3 separate regions of the Anser cygnoides genome follow, and regions 1 and 2 are each linked to region 3. A link is a contact called in public Hi-C data. All regions are on one chromosome and are shown on one strand. Each heading gives the region's core, a stretch centred on a gene start, on an enhancer-like site or on the middle of the called end of the contact. The rest is flanking DNA. Distances are from core to core; before and after follow the strand shown.

Region 1 (4,769 bases), core at 1,137-3,636, 250 kb after region 3:
TCAAGTTGACTGGTTAAGTTTTATAAAACCCCGTAAGTGTGGCATTAAAGGAAAGGCAGGCCTGAATTTGCAGAGAAATCGGTTGTGCATGAAAGGGTATAATAAAGTTATAAAGTCTGTTTCTCTGGTAACTCCTGTTTCAGCCCAAGAAACAGCTATTCCAGGTGCAAGTGGAAGGGAGAAAAAACATCTGCTTCAAAATTAAAATAAGGAATTAGAAGCTGAAATTAAACTTTTCAAACACTTCAAGCTTTAATAAGAGTGATAATTGTTTTGCTTGGGATCTATTTTCTTCTTATATCTAGAAATAAGAAAAATTAACTTTTTTTTTTTTCCCCTAGAGCTTATCAATTTCAGCAAGGATGTGAAAAAAACAGATTTCCTAATCTACAAAGTGTATTGCTGAGTTGTCAGACAAACCACAGGCTCTGTTCTGACTCGGTTTGCCCAAAGAGAATTTAAGAATCCTTCCTTGCCTTTCAGAGGTGTTTTAGGATTTTCAAATGCAAAATGGATTGATTGAGTCTCTCACTGAGCATATATGTTGATAGCTTTCTTCTCTGCCCACACGACTTACGCATTTATCAAGTTCATGAACTTAAATCAAATGCACAGAGTAAAGATATGACACATGAATACCAAAGCGCAGCTAGTGTGGGTCAAAGATTAGATCTGTCATCGTTACGCAAGTCCTCTTACAGATCTTTTTTACACAGCTTGTTTCTGAGATTGTTTCTAGATTTCATTCTAGCTCTTGTTTATAGAGTACAAAGAAAAAAAAAAAAGTATTTTTTGAAATCAAATCTTTCCTTACCTTATTTTCTGCATAAGCAAGCCAACGGCTTCCGAGCGCTATAGGATTCATGTTTGGCCCTGGACATGGATAGCAGCCTGAAAAGTTTTAAAAGGCAGCATTAAGAAATATCTTACTGACTTCTTGCAAGGAATTTTACTTATTGCCAAGAAAACAAAAAGTCTAAACAAAAACCTTTCAGTTGCTAATATCACTCAGTAAATGCTTAGATTTTTGTTCCTAAAGATAAGACTGTGGTTAGACGAGCTATTTTGAACAGTTAATTATGTGTAAATAATGGTTTCTCCTTATGTTTGCATTTCTTCATGTCATTTTGATACAGCAGGGTGAGGGAGATTTTAAAGGATTGACTCAATTGGTTCTGTATCTTCACGTTTTAATTAATTTTACTTTATTGACACGTTTCAATTGGTCAATGCTTCCACTTCCAAGCTCTTCCAGATTTTTGTGGTGTGAAAATGTGCATTGTGCTTTTGGTTTTGTTTTTAATTATTCTACATACAAGCCTTTAGTTTCTCAGAAGACTTTTGCATATACTTAACTTTACAGTGAATTTGTCATTCCTTTAAAATCAGTAGCAAAATTTCCATTGTTCATCTGCTTTTTATTACGTTATTAAAAATAGATAAATACACGTGTATAAGGTGAAAATAAAATGTGCAACAACTGAGAATATCACACTTAACTACTAAAATTAAAAACAGAAAATTTAAAACTACTGAAATCAACTAGACAATGGTGAAACAAATTAAAAGCTTAAGTAATCTACAACTAAAAGTAGCATGGTGACCCTCACCCTAATTGCTATTACCGTCCTATTTCCCTGTCTTGTTTCCCCTCTTTTGTTTTTTGTCATTTCAGATTAAGCCCCCTGGGGTGGACGGCTGCTCTTCCTACACCACCGTGTAGCTGTTGCCTGCATTTAGCACTCGAGTCCTACCAGCGTGTCTGAACTTTAACATGCTAGCCCTGACTCCGTGCACGCCTGCGCCGCGTGGTTCCAGCAGGCCGGTTTCAGTGGGATCCTTTGTCCAGGTAGGAGTCTGAAAGTTCAGATACCGAAGTCACACAGATGAAACCAGAAAACTGTTTACTGATTAGGGCCCTGATAACAGGATTTGAGCTTGAGTGTTCAAACTTAAGCTAGTAAACAAAGGCCTTCAGCCACGTGCATAATGCCATTTACTAGACCTAAATCCTTTCTGGTACACAAAAGCCTATATAAATAAGAAATATCACAAAGCGGGGGGGGAGAAGGAGGGGACATCAAACAAACGGCCACTCTCTGTTTTCAGCAGCTCCTGCACTAATACAGACAGGTCAGTAATTCAGATTCTCTTTCACTGGTTGGACAAACCCCAAAACATTAAAAAACTTATAGACTCATCTCTCCTCTAAAGGAGCCCAGGTCAGTCGATCCCGTACCACAGGCAGAAGGAGCACGGTGATGCAGCAAGCGGCATTTTAGAAAAACACAGAAAAAGAACAACAAAAACGTATTGCGTAAGATCCCATTCTGAAAAGTAACATATTAAAAAAACTTACAGATATCTCAGCTAGTATTCCACCAATGTCTCTTTTTGTCAGACTCTTGGATAGTGATCTGCTCATTACAGCGAGAAAAAGCAACTGTATTCACCTTCTTCATTTGACAAACATCGGGATCTTTTCTAACAGGTCCCCAAAACGTCCGTTTAGTGAGGACAACAGGCTTTAAGCTGAGCAGCATCATTTTCCAGGCTCGCAAAACAATGAGAAAGGTGTGTGGGTGATTAACTACAGTGTACAGACACAGTTTTACAAAGATTTGATGAAACTCAAAGACACGTTTGATGGCATTTGGTTGGCACGAGCACGAACAGCTGCTGTACCGCTCCTGCTAGGCCAACAGCTCCAGCTCCTTTTTTAGACCGGAGCAGTGAGGGTATTGCAAAATTCGGAAGATCACAGCAAGCTATTTCAAAGGTCATAAAGCACTGGAAGGAGAAAAGCAGCAATTCATCGAATTAAATCCATCTCAGGCCAGGAAAGCAAAACCAAGCGAGTATTTTCTAAGGCCTTATCACTGCCTTCATCTCAGGAAGGAAAACGAATTCTGAAGAGATGATGCCACAATTGTTATTGCATTCCAGAAGTGCATAAAATGTGGGTAGCCAAAGACTCTTAAGGAACAAAGAAAGCAAGAAAAGGTTGTAAATACAACCCCAAGTAGTAAATACAACCGTGTTCTTCCGATGACATTATAGATCATGACCAGTAAGGTTTTAACGCTGACTTCTGCTTCGGCAATCCTCATCTGGGTCGGTAAGGACATTCAGGTCCACCAGATTTTATTTAGTTTTCTCCCCTTTTACGTACAAAATAAATCATTAAAAGCTGTCAGATGACAACCCTCATCACACAGATCTCCACAGTGACTTCAGAATCACTCACTCGCATTTCCTATATTCTGCAAGCACCTCGTAATATCCTCGCAGCAGAAAACAAAAGGAGTATCACTCAACAGATGCTCTGTAATGACAAAAGCAAGCATTTTAACAACTCGTGGCAAAAAAGAAATGTCTTTCTTGGAAACGGGCACTGTTTCAATTATTTCTGTGAACTGAAGTAACTGAAGAGCTACAAAAGAGCATTATTCTTCAAATCACAAATCAATCATACACAAAGAACAAAGTGAAGTTATCTTAAGAACAGAACTGTTTTCACCAAACCTATTGTAGGTAGTTTGAACTGGATTGGTCAATTAGATACAGCTCCACACACACATCAGCCAGTTCTAATAATATCCTCCAGCGAGGTCAACAATTCAGCTCAGTACTAAACTCCTCTCCGATACGAAAAACAGCATTAAAAAAAGAGCTATTTCCTCCCTTTCTTTTTCTTTGCAAGTCTATGCATTTTGGAAACTCGCTGCAGCACAAGGATAAACAAAGGGTTATACTTTATGGGAAGGAAAAGCAAATTGTTTTTCTGCTTTCCAAAAAAACAGCTGGAGTCAGCAGAACATCATCTACTGGGCAAATGGGACGACAGACACGGCGTGACCTACCAAGCTCCACCGCCCCATCGCTACAAGCCCAGCTCTCTTAAAGATTAACTTCTATTTCTACCAAACTTCAAAACAACTGAGGAAAAATCCATTCTAAGCAACAACAGCAGCAATTTTAGCATGTTTACAATAAGGACGAACATGAGACTGCAGAACTAGCTGTCAAGAAGACCAAAGTTTCCAAGTTTTACTGACAGCATGGAGAGGTCATCCAAGAAAAGATCACGAAGGGGAAGTCCTTCCCATAGTACAGCAAATCGAGCAAGTACTAAAAAACACGAGACCTTACAAATAAGCTTCACCAGCACTATCACCCACAAAGATATAGGCAAAAACCTATGGGAAGCTATTTAAAATGCTTTAAGCATACACTTTATCTCTCTGTGCTTTATGATGACACGCACAGGAAGTACACTACGTAGAGCTGTGAAAAGGCAAAATGAGAAAAACACAATTCTCAAAGTCTGAATGAATCCAAGCCCTTCTGCCACCTTACCGAGGCACGGTGCCCAAGTCCAAGCATCTGCAGCAGGGGCGGAGGGGAAGCGACCGGGGGCTGCCGCGGAGCGGGGCCTGGCTCCCAGCTGGGGACACCACGGGCAGCCCCCGCTGCCTCCTGCGCGGTGCCACGGTTTGGCCATTTCCAGGATCACAATGGTGCCATAGATGAATTAACACGGCCATTTTTCAGTTGCTTCCCATCTTTTCTATTTCTTTAAGTAAGTGACTTATAAAATTGTAATTCAAAAAATACGTACTATGCAATTATCTGGGTTCAAAGATAGCTCCGGCTTTCTCCTTGCTGTGCTGAATTTATATATTTGCTCTTACTGATTATAGAGGAATCCTGAAAGTTACTTAAAGTGCTCTATACAAACATTTGCTTGATGAGTGACCAAAGAGAAG
Region 2 (4,856 bases), core at 1,097-3,596, 210 kb after region 3:
ATGGGATGGTGGAGAAAAAATCTGTATCTCACTGTACTACGTAACAGAAATGTTTCCATATTAATACTCGTTTTTTAGTATGCATCTTTAGGATTATGTTGTTTAAAAAAACCCAGCACAAACCCATCTGTGCAACACAAAAGAGCCCTTAACTCCTCTTCAGCAGAACTGGAAGAAAGCAGCGGAGCAGGCTGAGAGGAGAATGCTTGCTACAGCATTCTCAGAAATCACTTGAAAAATCAGCTGTGTGTGTCCATGAAAAGAAAATATAAATTATCACATCAGACTTGCTATTATCCACCACACTGTTACTGTACATTGCGCAGAGTTCTTGACTGCTTCTAGTATAAACAAACTGCACAGTGGCCCATTAGTGGTTTTCAAGTTTATGCTAAGCGTTGCAATTTATTGCTGTCCTTTAGGTTAATGTACTATTATTTCATGTATTTATAATATATTTCTGGATTTGTTGTTAATTATGATGTAATGTTTAGATACCGAAGATCAATCAAGACCCCACAGTGTTTACAGATATATGTTAATAAAGTACAAAGTACACTAGATCTCTCATGATGTAAAGTTTACTCTTTAGCTCAGGGTCAACCTCAGATTTAATACTCATGTCTGTATTCCAAAATTTAATCTGTCTGCGCCAATAACAGGAAATACAGATCTGTGATTTTGCTTAACTCAGGAATATTTAAGATACTTTAAATTGCAATATCAAATAGTTTTGAGGGGAATACCAGCGCTTTCTCTTAGCTTTATGACTACTTCCTCCTAGGTTGTGAGCTGTTTGGTTACTTAAGGTTCGATCTACATTACTTGACTCCCCGAAAGTTTTAGTGAAAACCCCGGTACCTCAAGGTCCACGTTAGGAATACCAAAGCCTTTACCGGCCCAAAAGAACGCGCTTCGGAGGACTCCAGAGTGTTGTAACAGAGCGTGTCCTCAGTGCTCCTATGGCCAAAGCAGGTATTCTGTGACTCCTGCTGTACACAAATGTTGTCCTTCTTTTATGGAGTATTCAGCTTGCTCCATGAATTCCAAATAGTGCAGATGTGAAATAAGAATCCCCGGTCACGCTGCTTTGGTCCTCCTCTTGGAAATGCTTCTTTGGAACTCCATTAGCCTACCTCCCTGTGCTTGTAAAATCCTTCAGAAAACTCCACGAAAACGTAGCTTTTGTGTTCAGAGTCTAACTGAGACAGCGGGGTAATGTAACATATGGACTCCGACAAGGGTATGTCGTGTATCAACTGCTCTAACTGAAGAGCAGCTTCGAGGACTGTACAAACCAAAGCGTTGTTTCTGATATTATGAAAATCTGGAGGAAATTATCTGAGCCTAAAGCTTCAATGATGATATACATTTACTTTTTATACATACGAAATCTATAGATTTTTGCTATCATTCTTTATTCTCACAGCTTCTCCGAATTTGAAGTTAATTAGAATATAATCATAAAATTTAAAAAAAAAATAGTTCAAGCCATAACTGGGAGAAAACAAAACAGAAGCAAGGGCAGCACACAGAAAACTTATTTTAAAAGCAGTTGATTAAAATGGGATAGTCAGAGGTATGGCTGATTACACAAGGAATCACACGGGACAGGCAGTGACCTTGTTTACCACGACTCCTGGGAATGACTGGCAGCCCATACCCTGCCTCTCGATTTCATCGCTTCTGGAAGTTAATATTGTACTAACTTGCTGCACAACACTTACATTTATGCTATCACTTGCTTTCTTACAAAGGAGGAGCTGTACTGAGCTATCACGGTACCTATAGGGCAGAGGCGAGTGATGGGAAGGAAGGGGCTGCAAAGCCCCACACTGACATGCTGCTGCTCGTGTCCTCCCCAGGCACATCCCCTCCTGATATGTGTGCAGAAGGCGATAGAGAGCACAGCTCACAGCACTGCACCGTGTATTTTCATGTTCATTACAAGAAACGATGATTAAAATGCATTCTGATCTTCCTAGTGCTCTTCTTCATACTGCCCCTTTTTCAGGCGTGGTGAATTACACCAGTAACTGCGTATATTCCTGGGCATTTTACTGCGTTAAATAGTACCTCAACATTGAAGTGAAACAGCAATAAAGCATGACCAGCGCTACTGCAATAGGATCGTACTCCTGTTTCATGCACGCTATGCACTGTCACAGAGAAAACATGCCATTATTTGAAGGACATGACTTAAGTATTTAATTATGCTGTGCAGGAAGATGGCACAGAGAACAACTTAAAAAAAAAACCACAACTGCTAAAAACATGAAAGCAGCAGTGCTGAGGAGGTAAGGGTCAAAATAAATTAGAGAACTGGTCTGTATTTAACTTTTTTTTGGTTGAGAAAATTAAGGAAATGACATGACAACAAACAAATGAAAAAATAATAAAATCATGAACTACACAATATGATTTATCAGACCCACATGGACCTAACTCTGCCTCCCTGAGTACTCAAAACTGATTTCGACTCTGTATAAAAACAACAGCAGAACCTGGGCACACTGAGGCAGTCAAGTAGGGTTGTCCAGCCCGAATAGCTGCTCTGTATTAATAACCAAAACTGCAAGCACCACCATGCTTTGAGCTCCGTCTCCCTGAGTTAGCTAAGCTACTTCTAACTGCAGCAGTTTTTTATTGTCTGCTTTCATCAAAGACTGATCAACTTTTAATCAATCTTTATTATTTCAAGCCTGTCCCCAGATTCTTTCCTAGAAATGAGAAAGTCTCTCTTCCAGGGACTATTTCAATAATTGAGACTACGTAGCTATGCCACAAGACAGAAAGAAATTTCCATTAACCATGAAGGTTTGTATCAAATGTTTATTATCCAATCCAGTGTTTCACTACCTGGACTCAATACGTGATGCAAGTTTGAATAATCTCCATGAAATCACAACAGGAAAACATGCACGTGTTCCACAGAGAAGTGTAAAACAGCCTGTGTTCTGGGGCAGCCCATGCTGGAATGTTTTTATCATTCCCTCTGTTTACCTATACTGACTGAAGTCAGTTATAACAGCAGTTTGAGAGGCAGAATAACAAAAGTCTGACAGCGTAAAAGATTACAGAGGACCCTGGCCACCAGCCCACTGATGCTATCGTTCCGTTTATTTGTTCTAGGTTGAGATAATGCTGTTTTCAAGGATTTTTTTTTCTGTTTACAATTTAAGATCAAAAGGAAAGGATCATCAGGTGACAGACTAACTTTCATCTGCAAGTAAATGAACTTCCTCAACTCAGAACATGCTATACCTTCATTAAAAACTTTATAAAATGCTCTTGGATAAAAACGAGTGCAGAGAGCGTTGACTCACAATGCAAGAACTGTTAAGGCAACAAAATATATCCTTAACCAAAAAGGTGTGCCACATACACATTTTTCCTTTTGCAGCAGAACTGTGCAAGCATGGATCTCTAACAGCTTTAGTACTCTCTCTGCCAAGGTTAAATGCACCCAGCACTTGCAGTGGGCCTTCGTGATGTAACACAGTGCATCAAACATGCTGGTTCTTGTTCTCTTAAGAAAAAAAATTCTAAAGCATAAGTAGGTCTTAAAGACTGAAAGATCTTAATTCAGTGTAACCGAAAGAGTGGCTTCTGACTGTGTGTGCAGAAAAGTAACTTGAAAGTTGTGACCTTAGGACTCACATCACTCAAACCAATGAAGTATCTGAGTACTTCACATTCTTTCAAGGCCGTTGTCCTCACAATTCCCTTAGGAGACAGAGGTCCACTTTCCATCTTAACCCATCTTGATCTTGGTCACACAAAAAAGCGAGTGGCTCAGTTAGGAACTGAATGATCTTCACAGTCCCAATGTTTTATTCAGCAGATAAGGCTTCTTCCTGTATGTGCTGCTCAAAGTCAGCTAATACAACATAGATTTGCAATCACAACACTTAAATGCTCAGTAACACTCTGCTTCATTGTTCAAAGCATGCAGAAAGAGAGAAGGAAAACCATGTTATGAAGACCAGCTGTGAACAGTCTGGGAGAGTGCTACTACTTACCTTTCACTTCAAACCAGGGGGAAAACAAGCTCAAGAAACCTACTTACCGCAGCACAGCACCTAAATCTCCCTCAGCATCCTGAAACCAATGCCAAGAGGACTGCGGGGCAGTAAAGCCCTAAAAAGATCACTAACAATTTAGAAGATGGCTAGCAGCTGCCTTTGGACACCACTCCAGGGGATGATGAACTCAGGTAGTTCAGAAAGTGCATATGAGCATACATTTAACAGCAGCACAATCTGCTGTGAGCAACATTTTAGAGCAGTGAAAGCTTATCTTGTGGGGAAACTTACAGCAGCCTCATCCCTCTCTCCCCCATCCAACAGAAATGTTCCAAATAGCATGGCTAGAGCTATCGGGATAGACTGGGCAAACACAACGTTCGATACTGAAACAAATTTTCATTTTTCCTTTTATAAAAATCCAAGTACAAAGTCTCTATGTTATCCCATTCATTAATGTATGATTTCAGCGATGCTGCCTGGTTGGAGTGGCCATCTCACTGCAAATGCTCACTACAAATTGTGCTTTAGCTGAGGACAAGATCCTGACATCCATGAAAGGAGACAACCTCTACAGATCTCTTCTCAACCGCTCTGTGCATTTCAGAAACACAGAAAGACAGAAACTGTCTTTCAGGCTGAATTTTCTCAACCCCAAACCAAATCAGACTGTCACGAATTTAGAAAAAATAATGCACAGTGGAGCATATATTCTTTAGCTTTATTAAGTCAAAGTAAAGGTATAACTAATACATCTGACTCCGTAGAAAGACATGGGGGTGACTCAGAGAGATTACTCGTTTGCAGTAAATCAACCAGAAATTGCCATTA
Region 3 (4,370 bases), core at 1,049-3,548:
AAAATAAACTTCTAACCCTTTTTGACCCTATGTAAAATCCCAGCAAGATTTTCTCCAGGAACAGGCAAAGGACAAACTTGCTTGTTATCCTGATATTACTTGACTTCAGAGACCTCTGCAACAGAGGAGGGGTCTACTGGTAAAATCCCAGTTCCACCAAACCCAATGGGAATTTTGCCAAGACAGTCAGCGAAGCAGGATTTCACCCCACATCTTTAAAGGGATATCATTTTCTGAAGAGAGAAATACATTAAAACAAATGAATGCTCTTCTAAGGATATTTTAAACAGATTTTAAAGAAGGTATGAAACTTAATTAAGAGCGCAAGTATGTGGATGTCATCTTTATATTGTATATAAACAATTCATCATGACTCACGTTTCTACAACACTGTAGTGAGTTGGACAAGCTCTCTGCGAACAAAACCAGAGACATCTGCAAATCGGATTTAAAAATCTTTCTTTTTTAAAAACAAAATGATTAAAAGTTGAAGAAACACTTCCATATGGAAGAATCTTACCCCAACAGGTCACCACAAAGACACTTCAAACACAATAAAACAGGAAGCGCTAAAAAAAGCATAGCAGCTCACAAAAACCCCCACAACCTTTTCCACAGAAAAAATATATGTCACCCTGAGTAGCGTTGCACAGTTCAGAAAAACCATTTGGCAGTGTAATGTGTCTTTAATCTGCTCAATTTGCTTATTATAGTAAAGGGTTAGAGGAATTTTCAAGCAGTGGCCAAAAATACTACAATGATATCCTCCCCTTGAAAAGTAAACTTACTTAAAGTGAATTAACTTCTTCAACTGAAATATCTCAAAGCTGGAAGGACCCCCACCAAAAAAACAACAGAAGGCTGCTGCCTATGAAGACTGGTTTCAGTGTTCCAGCCCAGGACCCCACGACGATCTGCGCCAGTTTGACTGAGCTGCGGGGCCCGTTCTGTTCCCTGGAGGCAGCTCTGCAGTGCCTGCAGTAGGTGAACGGCAAACGCGCTGCTGAGATTCTTACGTGGCTTTTATTCTGCATGAGAAGGGCAGCTGCACTTGGAGGCACCAGTGCAGTACAGCGTACAGGTACGGCTCGCTCCTCATCCTACTGTTTGCAGGCTGGGCACGGAGGAGCCGGGCGATGCGTGCAGCAGAGTGCTGCCACCTGAGCCTGACCACGGCTGCCCCACGTTAGGAACGAATTGAGTTTTGAGCCTACCCATCCACCGAACTGCCTACCAGGTTTGAGAACCTCTGAAAGGCAAGATCACAGTTAAGAGGAGATGGATATAACCTAGAAAACATACCTGGAAGATGCACATTCCTTTTTTTTTGTCTAATAAAAACAGGGCATGGCATGATTTTAGTTAACAGCACTACTGATGTTGTCAACTCCTCTGAGTCAAGTATTTGCTCATTTTAAGCCTGACAATTTACAAAAACACAATGCCAATTTTCTAGGTTACCTACAATTAGAAATCTGGGGCTGTGAGCGACTTGCAAACGCCAGTGCCGTGGATGGGCACAGCGCCGAACCGGGGGATGCTGGCGTTCCTCCTCCTGGCTGCTGGTGCTACAGAGATGCCTGGAGGAGGCCGACAGTGATAATAATAGGGAAATTTAAGGAAATCAGGGCTGCCTGCTCTTGATATTTAATATCCACGAGTAAAAGACGGAAAGGTGCAAAAAGCTTAATAGTATTTGTAGCTGAAATTAAAACTTTAAAAGAAACTTATAGTGAACAGTAATGTATGCAATGACATCTGGGACTGTAATCAGCAAACTGCTTTCAAGAGCTGCCAAAGCAAACAGCCAAATAACAAATCCACTTTACAGATCATCAATCTGGTCGGGCACTTGCCAAGGTAAATAGTACAAGGCTGAAGTTTGCTTTGCAAACCAGTGAGCTGGGAGTTTAGCAAGGCCTGCTTCCAGGACAGCAACGCTGGGGCAGGGTCCTCGTAGGTTTGGCATCCAGGAAAGTTCAACAATCCAATATTCAGCCAGCGATTTGGGGTGCGTCGAAAGATGAAATATAACCAACATTAGGGATTAAAAAAAATACAGGAGATTCAGGTTATGTTCATAACTCATTTTATGACGAGGACTATTAGCGGTGGTACAAGTCAAACACAAACTCCCAGATAATGCGGAGTTTATTGTAACACTGCTTTGCAGATTGGGAAACATTTCATGGGAACTCCAAACCTAAGACTGAAAAAAATTAGTAGGAAATGAACCTTCTTTTATTTTCAAATGAGATAAAATCTGGCTCCAACTACCATATTTTACATTTTAGGGAAGAGGATATAAAACATCAAACAGGATTTTTTTTTTCATTATGAATGCAAGAAAGATAATTTATGGCGGCTGCAAAACATTTATTTAAGAAGTAAAGCCTTTATGTTCTGTATACAATTTATTGGGTTGTAAAAGAAAGAAGTGGAACAACTGCAGCCATAACATGTGCATTTATGAATAATAATTGTAAGCTCGTTTTGTTAAAAACAACTTCTGCTTCAGAGTTCATTCTTCAGTTGATTGGGAAGTCCTCAAATGCAATCTCAGATTTGTTTAATGTTACGCTCTTGGCTCAAAGGAAAGGGGAGTTCAGTACAAAATTGCTAGGCAGTGTATGTCAAGCACCGAGCAGAATAATAGTACAATGCATGCGAGATGTTTTTCATCCAGGGAGAGACAGCATATTCCTGGTGGAAATTGCCTCAGCTCTGTCTTCAAGCACAAATATTTGATTTTCACTGGAGCTGTGCGGGTGTGTTGCAACACGGCCACAGGAAAGTCTCCAGCAGGACTCTGCCACATGTGGCTTCTCACTCCTTCACCTCGCTGCTAGACAGCAATGCACTATTTCCCTTGCTGCAACCCAAACCCCATTGCATAAGTGCTGTGTTGATAAACATAAACCAAATGTGATGAAATTGGCCCAATATTTACTGCAAGAAAGGTGACTATTAGCACAGCTGTAACACGACATGGATGCACAGGCAGGGGCTAGGTATACATGCGTGTACAGGCAATTAAATGCACAGTTACCCCTTTTTTTTGCTTTAATTTGTCATTTATTCTGGAGAACATTATGCAACAGTGCTTGGCATTGTACCACGTTCTTTGAAAGCATGCAGGTAATAAGTCTTTTCATCGCTCAGGAACCTGTAAGCGGGTTGCCTCTAACTACATTCAGGCACAACACCCTAAAGCACCAGCAGTTTCTGCTCTGTGCCCTATGGTTTGATCATTGTCACCTGTTTTTTAGTTATGGTAAGTTCCTCAAACAGTTACTCTAAGTTTTTAGCTAATCAAAGCATGATGAAGCATGGGAACAATTTAGAGCTGCAGTTTGAAATAAGTAAGTGGATCCCCCACAGGCACAAAAAAATTCTGATGACGAATCCTTCATACTAATCAAGAGGTCCTGTATTTGTAATGAGTCGAGTCTCACGAATGTACGTACAGCGGGGCCAAGTTCCCAGTGGGTATTTATGGCACAGCCGGCTTTGAAGGTCTCAGCTCTCCATGCCAGATACGGCATTTTTGCCTTTTTACCCTGCAGACTTCTGCACACAAACATGTGGCTTTTGTGCGACGGCTGGCACGATGCTCACACTGCCCTGCTGTCCGTGGGCGCGTCCACTGCCTGCTCCGCAGGATGGCGAGGACCTGCCATCAATCCCCACTGCCTCCCTCCTGCTTCACGTTAGCTAACGCTGACCCTCCGCTCCCCTCGGTGAGACGCTAAGGTTTCACTTCTGGGGCTATTTTCTATTTTTGGTGAGTCCTCCCTTCTGCTTCTGTTACACTGAAAGAAAGCAGCATCTGGTATCGTAACACAAACAGATATGGCTACCCTAAACACTGAGCTTTCAGAGGCTTGGCAGGATCGCTGATCCGCGCTGCGAGGAGCTGCCGGTGGCCAAATACACTGATAAAAAGGATGTGTAACTCCTCAACACTATCCATGATGGAAACAACTGCAGCTCTCACTGGAGGTCAGGACGCACACGAAAACAAGCCTACATGTGTAGCAGATTACAACAAACACATGGCCAAGATGGACTCGACAGATCAAATGTTGGAATCATATGATGACACATGGAAAAGTGGAGTTTAGCAGGGGAAAAAAGCAACCGAGAGCCCATATGTTCAATTAGCAAGATACAAAGCTTTTGTTGTATACCAAAAATAGCAAATAAAAGTCTGTTGTCATTTTTGGATGTCCAGATGTGTTTCATTTCCAGCTTCACATCTGAACGTGTGGACCTGCCTGAAGTTGAAAGAGAGGAAAGTGTGGCAATGGCTGAAGGGTATAATTACATAAAAACTCTTCCTTCCAAACAGCGGGCGATTACGCTCCCCC

Evidence for each region. A called contact is a pair of places that touch in the nucleus more often than the background predicts.
Region 1: a Hi-C map of liver shows a contact between it and region 3, with 8 times the contacts expected there. The contact joins two enhancer-like sites. A contact is called at or near these places in 2 of 7 Hi-C or Micro-C datasets (both in liver).
Region 2: a Hi-C map of liver shows a contact between it and region 3, with 10 times the contacts expected there. The contact joins two enhancer-like sites. A contact is called at or near these places in 2 of 7 Hi-C or Micro-C datasets (both in liver).

The regions. Positions count from the first base shown.
Region 1 is chr18:10,549,280-10,554,048 of Taihu_goose_T2T_genome, forward strand. It overlaps BCAS3 (BCAS3 microtubule associated cell migration factor), which reads right to left. Exons shown (of 26, transcript XR_010825687.1): 10 at 815-891. Among named protein-coding and RNA genes, the nearest start is that of BCAS3, 64 kb to the right of the region's middle. Within about 2 kb of position 2,387, at least 2 of the 3 cell types and tissues checked have open chromatin away from gene starts, as enhancers often do. A contact at or near this core is called in liver, where this site is marked.
Region 2 is chr18:10,504,950-10,509,805 of Taihu_goose_T2T_genome, forward strand. The region is part of intron 14 of BCAS3 (BCAS3 microtubule associated cell migration factor); the gene reads right to left. Among named protein-coding and RNA genes, the nearest start is that of BCAS3, 110 kb to the right of the region's middle. Within about 2 kb of position 2,347, at least 2 of the 3 cell types and tissues checked have open chromatin away from gene starts, as enhancers often do. A contact at or near this core is called in liver, where this site is marked.
Region 3 is chr18:10,296,908-10,301,277 of Taihu_goose_T2T_genome, forward strand. All of the region lies in intron 23 of BCAS3 (BCAS3 microtubule associated cell migration factor), which reads right to left. Among named protein-coding and RNA genes, the nearest start is that of TBX2, 54 kb to the left of the region's middle. Within about 2 kb of position 2,299, at least 2 of the 3 cell types and tissues checked have open chromatin away from gene starts, as enhancers often do. A contact at or near this core is called in liver, where this site is marked.